Regions from separate parts of the Mus musculus genome. Here region 1 is linked to region 2. Evidence: chromatin contacts called from public promoter capture Hi-C data. All regions are on one chromosome and are shown on one strand. Each heading gives the region's core, a stretch centred on a gene start, on an enhancer-like site or on the middle of the called end of the contact. The rest is flanking DNA. Distances are from core to core; before and after follow the strand shown.

Evidence for each region. Promoter capture Hi-C pulls out the DNA fragments that hold promoters and counts their contacts.
Region 1: a contact with region 2 is called in a promoter capture Hi-C map of liver, with 3 times the contacts expected there. The contact joins the promoter of Trim67 here to the promoter of Zfp469 in region 2. A contact is called at or near these places in 2 of 39 promoter capture datasets (both in liver).

The regions. Positions count from the first base shown.
Region 1 is chr8:124,791,341-124,794,696 of GRCm38.p6, reverse strand. Trim67 (tripartite motif-containing 67) reads right to left here and starts at 1,678. Exons shown (of 10, transcript NM_198632.2): 1 at 1-1,678. The coding sequence starts at 796. Gm46059 (a long non-coding RNA gene) reads left to right here and starts at 2,310. Exons shown (of 3, transcript XR_001778718.2): 1 at 2,310-3,356.
Region 2 is chr8:122,228,946-122,232,601 of GRCm38.p6, reverse strand. Zfp469 (zinc finger protein 469) reads right to left here and starts at 2,328. Exons shown (of 3, transcript NM_001362883.1): 1 at 2,191-2,328.

The DNA.
Region 1 (3,356 bases), core at 429-2,928, 2.6 Mb before region 2:
TGGAAGTGCCTGTAACAGCAGGGGTAGCCTCTGGGGGTGTGGGCGGCGGCGGTGGCTGAACTAGCCGATGCTTAGCGAAGGGGCCCCGGGACGGGTGGCACTTGAGCTGGCAGGTGGCGCAATAGAGCACGTCGCATTGCTCGCAGAGAGTGGCTGCCGGCTCCGGTGGGGTGCGGTCGCACAGCTGGCAGATGGCCACCGCCGGGGCTGCAGCCGCCCCCGGAACAACCCCACGGCCCTGCTGGTACCGCTGCACAATGCCCTCCAGTAGCCGGTTGCGCTGGAAGCCTCGCAGGCCGCGGTGATCCAAGGAGGCGCTGCGGTGGCACTGCGGGCAGGTGATGGAGCTGGAGGACGAGCAGAGCGAGGAGCAGGCGGCGCCTCGGGCCGCGGCGGCCGAAGAGCCCGGGGGCGCAGGCACCATGGGCAGCACGCGGACTCCATTGGGGGACTTGAGGCTGGGGGTGTAGGAGCCATAGCCGCTGTCAGTCTCGCTGTACAAGCTCAGCTTGTCCGCGTGGTCTCCGCCACCGGTCGCCCCGCCGCCTAGGCCTCCGGCTGTGTTAGCTCCCGCGCCTCCGCTGGTCGCGCCGGCGGCTGCGTCCTGATCCGGAGGGGTTGCGGCGGCGGCGGCACCTCGCGAAAGAAGGAGCGGCGGGGGCAGGTGCTGCTCGCCGTCCGGGGTCTGAACCGCGATAGTGCGGGCGCACGGCAAGCAGACATTGTGAGAGCAGGGCAGGATGATGGGTTCCCGGAACAGGGATCCGCACACTGGGCACTTCAGCTCCTCCTCCATCGCCGCGCCCGCGGCCAGAGCCGCTCGGGACCAGCCAAGAATGGTCAAGGCTCCGAAGACAAGCGCAGCTGGGCTGGCGATGTCAGCGCTCTTGAGTCAGGAGGCGGGGGTATTTCACGGGCATGCTGTCTTCACCCGAGGGTGGCACGCCCCCTCTCTGTCCTCAGGCCACCGCCCTAAGACGCTTGGCCGCCAGAGAAAGGAGGGGTCCTCACCTCCTGAAGGCGAGGCTCCCTCACCGGAGGCAGCCGTCTGAAGGTGGCGGGGAGCCCTCGCGGTGGCCTCCGAGGTTGTCCAGGTGTTGAATAGGCAGCAGTAGCGCCGTCCGGGGTACCTCGTGCCTCCACTCCACGAAGGACCAGTGACCCGCTGCTGTGAGCCAGCAAGGCTACTGAGCCCGACTCCGCAGCGCCGCTGCCCCGAGTCTTCTTTCTGCGAGCGCCCCGCCCCTACCCAGCTCTTGGCCAGTGCCCGAGTGGCGGGGCCAGGGCTGGTTCAGCACCACCAGACGGCGGACAGCGCCCGCGAGAGGATGGGCCCGGAGTCCGCGCCCGTCCCCCCTCCCGCGCGCATCCTCCGCCAGGCTGCTGTGCAGCCGCGGCCACCTCGGCATCCCCCGGCCCGGAGACCGTCGCCGTACCGCTGCTCGGGCCGCTGCTCTCTGAGCTGCCTCCTCGTAGGCCGGTATTGAGCAGCGTCCCAGGCTGGCCTCGCCGGCTCCGGTTCCTGCAGCGCCCCTGACCTTGGCCGCGCCACGCTGCAGCGGCGGGTGGGGGGCGAGCACCCGCTGGCTCGGGAATCCCCCTCCCGGCCCCACCGCCTCCCGCGCCCGCCCGCCCGCCGTGCCGCGCGCCCAGGAGTTGTAATTTCCAGAGCGAGAGTAACGGGGCGGGGGGCGGGGAGCCAGGCGTCAGCTCAGCGAATGAGGGCTCGCCTCTCGCGGCTGGCAGTCAGGGGCGGGTCGGAGGGCTTCGTGGGGAGGATCATTGTGGAGAACTGCTCCGTTACGGATGGAGACTGCACGGTGAATTAGCACGGCGCCCCGCCCAGCTTGCCAGAGCAACCCTGGCCAGCTCCCGCCCTGCCCACTCCTCGCCACCATGAAAGCGTAAACAGCGGTCCCTAAAAGGCCAGTCGCTTGAAAAAGGCCTCGCAACACAGCGCGACAGTCGGTTCCTAAATCTATTTCCTCCCCGCAAAAAGCTTTCAAGGCACAAAATGTCGGACAGCCTCGCGCCAAAGGGCGAGGTTTGATTTATGCATCTTTTTACAAGCCTTTTTTTTTTTTTTTTTTTGTCTCCTTGGTTCTACTGGGGCTAGTCGTGGAAGATGAGGGCCGGAGGACTTGGCGAGGACACGGTGAAGGTTGCCAAATACAACCTCCCCAGGCTGCTCGCGAGTGCGGAGAGGCGGGAGGCAGCGAGCAGGTGTTCTCTTTATGAATGGGAGCTTCCTGCAACGTCGCCGCCCGCGCGCCTGGCTGCCGTCTGCCCGCTGTTCTGCGCTGGGTAGTGCCGGCTGCCCAGAGAAAGGAAGTACGCGCTGGGCATAGAGCTAAGGGCGAGCCCTGGAAGGGAAGAGCGCGTGGAGCGAAATGCGCACCACGCGGCCCTCTCTTCCTGTGCGATTCAAGCTGGCTTGGAACAGACAAGGAAATTGTCGATTTAGAAAGGATGTGTCAGTCAGCGTGCTGGCTCGTGCTTGTAATTCTAGCACTTGGGAGGCCTAGGCAGAAGGATTGCTATGAGTTCAAGGCCAGCTTGGGCTACATAGTAATTTCCAAGCTAGTCTGGGTGTTACATAGTAAGACTCTGCTGAACTGAAACAAACAAAAAAAAAAAAACAGCAACCGTGGCGCAGACTCCTGCTGAAGGAATGCAGGGCCCCAGCCACTGTCAGCATTTGGAAAGATAGCAGGAGGAGAGAAATGAAGCCACAGACTAATGAGGCAGCTGCCTTGGCCTGGCTCTGTGCCTAAGGGATAGAACCTCTGGTGGAAGGGAGGTCACCAGGAAAGCCATTGCAAAGCACCCCAGTGAAGCCCATATCTTTACAGGACTTCCGGGGTCCTGCAGCTTGCTTCCACCTGTCCAGTCTGGAAAATACTATAACAATATATATATGTGTCCGTGCCAAATTGTTACAGTAAATGCTCTGGACTACTTTCTATGCATCTCAGTTCAGCTGAATGGCTTACAGAAGTCTGGCTCCATGTTTAAGGGTAGGCTCCTGCTAAACCGGACATCCCAATTAGCCCTGCTTCAGGAAGCAGTGCTGCACGGTGGGGGTGGGGGTGGGTATGGAGGCGGCAACTGTCCTAATCCACTCTCTGTAGATGAAGCTTCAGTCACCTGGTCCTGCCAGCAATACACTGAAAAAAAGAAATTCTTCAGAAAGTCACTATTGATCCTAAGGTCTAGGAGAGTCACAACTTGGGTTATTGAAAGCTCTTCAAGAAGCTGGAAGGTGGTGGTGCACGCCTTTAATCCAAGCACTCAGGAGTCAGAGGCAGGTGAATCTCTGAGTTAGAGGCCAGCCTGGTCTACAGAGCGAGTTCCAG
Region 2 (3,656 bases), core at 1,079-3,578:
TGGGTGCAGAATGTTATTTGGAGATGGGCTGGGCCATATTGTAGCTGCTGTTCCTTTTAGAGAGGGGACACGGCTTCACCTGCTCTGGTGATGGCCATCGAGGACAGGGACAGAATGGGAGGTGTCCCAAGAGGGAAGGGAACTGAGTGTCCCAGGTAGGTGTGGGAGGAAGGGGCTGTGTTAAAGGCCCTCTCACCCTTCATTGTTCACGCACGAGTTCCAGGAGGAAATGGGGTGAGGCCAATGGAGGGCTGATGAGGAAAACAAGAAGCAGATGCAGTCCAGTACCTGGCCACCTGCTTCCATCGGCTGGAGCCCAGGACCAGCCAGGTTTAGTGACTTGCCCAAGGCCATGCTACCTGCCACACTTGCCCCTGGCCTGGGTATACCTGTGCAAGTATGCCCCTCCTCCACACCGTTGCAGCTCTAGAGGAGAAAGCAGACCCAGAAATGGAATTCTTCCCAAGATGGATTGGGGGTTGGCCCAGAAGCCCAGGCTGCACATAAGTTTCAGTGTGTGGCCTGGCCTCTGCTTCCAGGCCATGTCAGTACTTAGCAAGGGCACGCAGAGAAAGACCCAGGGCTTGCTTCCCAAAGCAGGTGGCAGGACACTTCCTGGCTTGCAATGCCAAGTTGTAAAAGGTACATGCTCCAAAGACTTGGTGGGGAGTGACATACCACTAACTTCTCCAAGGCAACTGTGGCAACTCCAGGCTTACTGTGTCGCCTGTCACTCCAGGTGATTGACAGCTAGGGGCTTGGGCTGAAACGGATCCTCCAGTAGCGGCAGGACAGAAGGCTCAGGCTGCTGTGAAGGAGTGAGAGGCCATCGCTGGGGGCATACAAGCAGCCACTGACCTGGGTCGGTGGAGGGTGGGGTCTTGTGGAGACTAAATCACTGACACTGTAAGCTCATGACTTCAGAGCTCTCTTTGGCTCTCCCACGGCCTCTACAATGCCCTGGGATACTGACAGCCTGGAGTCCACTTGCTTTGTCTCACCTTATCTCCCAGACTGAAGAAACCCTGTGCCGTCCTCTGCTGCCTTCTCCCATTCACAATAAGGAAGACACACTCTGTTGGCTCTGCCCAGTTGTTTGGGACCTGCCAGGCCAAGCTTATGGCAAAAGGGACCTGCCAGGCAAGCTTATGCCATCCTGAAGGGACTGCTGGCCAGCTGCTGCTCTCCCCGACTGGCCCCGTCAATATGCCCAAGCATTTTGCCCGCTTGTCTGTTATTTTCCGGACTTGGGTGTTGGCTGAGTAAAGACGGTTGGGACAGTGCAGGACACAGAGGCCTCGACACACCTTTGTCCCTCTAACAGGGGGAACTGGACCAGAGTCAACTGGCAGTGTGGCTCTGGACTGTCAGCACCTCTGCTGCTTTCCAGCTGTGCAACACAGGCCACTCTGACCCTCTTCATCTAGAGCACGGGGTTCCACCCATTTCACTAGGAAGATTAAATGCAGTAGTAACACGTGGCACAGTCCCCACACAGCCGGCTCAGAGGAGCCCGAAGAAAAGCCATCAACTGTCTCAGCTGGAGCCCGAGCCCCACTCAGCAGCCCGGCTGTTCCGCTTTCCTGTCTGCTATGCACATCCCTGCTTCTACCCTGGGGTCTCGGGTGCAGGACAGGGTCCAGGCCGCCACTGGAAGTCCGATTGAATCCCGCTACGATACCCTCCCCTTCCCACCATCGCCACGAGGGGCGCAGTGTCTCCGCGGTCGGCTTAGCTTAACTCCGTGGACTCCTCCAGCGGAGCTGCCCCAAAGCACAGGGTGGGTGGGGGCGCGATGGGCCTCCTGGCGGAAGCAAGAGCGTGGTGACCCTCAAGTCCGCTAGCCGGACCCCATCCCGCCCGCGGAATCAGACCTTAGGGGGTCCCGAGCGGGCGGCGGTGGAGTAGCATACGAACGGTTCCAAGTCGCAATGAATGAGTTACCGCTTCACCTCCCGCAGCCCCGTGGCTCCGACTCCCCTGGGCTCTGGTGATGCTTGCTCTGTGCTTCGCAACTCGCGGGCGACATCCCCAACAGCTCTCTCAGGGGCTGGGCCAGGCAGCCCCGAGTTCGGTACTCGGCGCCTGCAGCTCGTCTCACCGTGTGTCGGAACCCGAGGCCAGCCGTGCGCCTGGAGGGCAGCGCGGTGACCGCACCCGTCCCTGATCACCCCAGCGACGCGCACTCACCTCCGCCCCGGCCGCGCGTAGCTCCAGTTCCCGGGACGCGCGGGGCGCCCGCGCCCGGACCGCGTAGCCCCAGCGCTCATCCCCGCCCGCAGCGCCCCGGCCGCCCGCCCGCCCGTCCGCCGGGCACCGAGCCGCCGCGCTGCGCCTGGGGCGGGGTGCGAGCAGAGGGCCGCCTCCCGGGCCGGTCCGCGGGCAGCGCTCGCGCGGAGGCCGGACGCACAGCAGCGCCCCGGCTTGGGTTACACGCTTGCGCCCCCCCCCCCCCCCGCCCCGCCCCGGCTATTTTTAGCACGGCTTTTCCTAGGTGTTGGTTTCATGTGATCCACCTAGCCACGCCGGCCTGGTGGGAAACTCTCTCCCCGGTCACCAACCCTCTCCCCCCACAACACGCTCCTTGGCCAGTTCTACAGCTGGCACGCCGCTGGGCGGAAAGCCTGGCTTCAGCGCAACTTCGGAAACGGCTGCCACCATTCCACCGTGTGGCTTCCAGTCGCAGCTCTATCCATCCTTCGCTCCTCCCAGTCCCTGGGCCACCAAAAGCAACTAAACCTCTTCCTCTGGCTTCTGTCCCGGAAGGTTAGGGCCCGGGCCATAGCTGACACCTGTTTAGGGGAAAATTCAGGTTAAGCCTCCCCCTACCCCCCAGTACATAAGTCTGACACTCTAAGGTGCTGCGGCCTGGAGTAGATGTCCAGCGGGCTTCTGTCATAACACAGAGCTCGAAGTCATCAACCTTGGTGGCTTCCTACTGGGCCATCATCCAGCCTGGGGATGAGCACACTGGAACGTAGTGGGGACCGAAGGAGCTATTTAGGTCTCTAGAGACGGAGGGGCACCTTTAAGATCATCTGACAAAATGCCACATCTAACATGAACCCAAGCTTCACAGATCAGGAATCTGCCAGAGGCCACACAGCTGGAAGAGCTTATGTTAAGATGTTCAGCTCAGCATGAGGGTTCAATGCCCCAGCATTGAGTAAAAAGGCAAGGTGTGGCGTGTATTTGAACCCAGTGCTGGGGAAGCAAGAGCCAGGCAGATCCCTGGGGCTAGCTGGCCAGGCAGCTTAATTTACTCGGTGAGCTCCAGGGTAACCTGTCTCCATAACAAAGCGGACAGCACCTGAAGCCGACCTCTGGTCTCCACGCACACACGTACACGATGTGAGCTCACAGCCCCAGGTCCTGAGAGAGAGAAGATCACTGACTCCACTTTAGATGAACTGGATCACTGACCATTGATCTGTGGGCTTCTCAACAGGCGGGGGTACTTCACGGAAAGAGACCCTGTCAGAAAGAGCCCTTCCACAGCTCCCACCCCCAGTAGGTCTAGCTGCCACTCAGAAGTTCCAGTTTCACTCCTGGGAACACCTTTATCATGCAAAGCAAGGCTGGGCGCAGGCTTCCAGGATGCTTCCTGGGAAACTCCTGGCCTTGGGCAGGTCCCAAGGCCTATGCTGAACCACTCA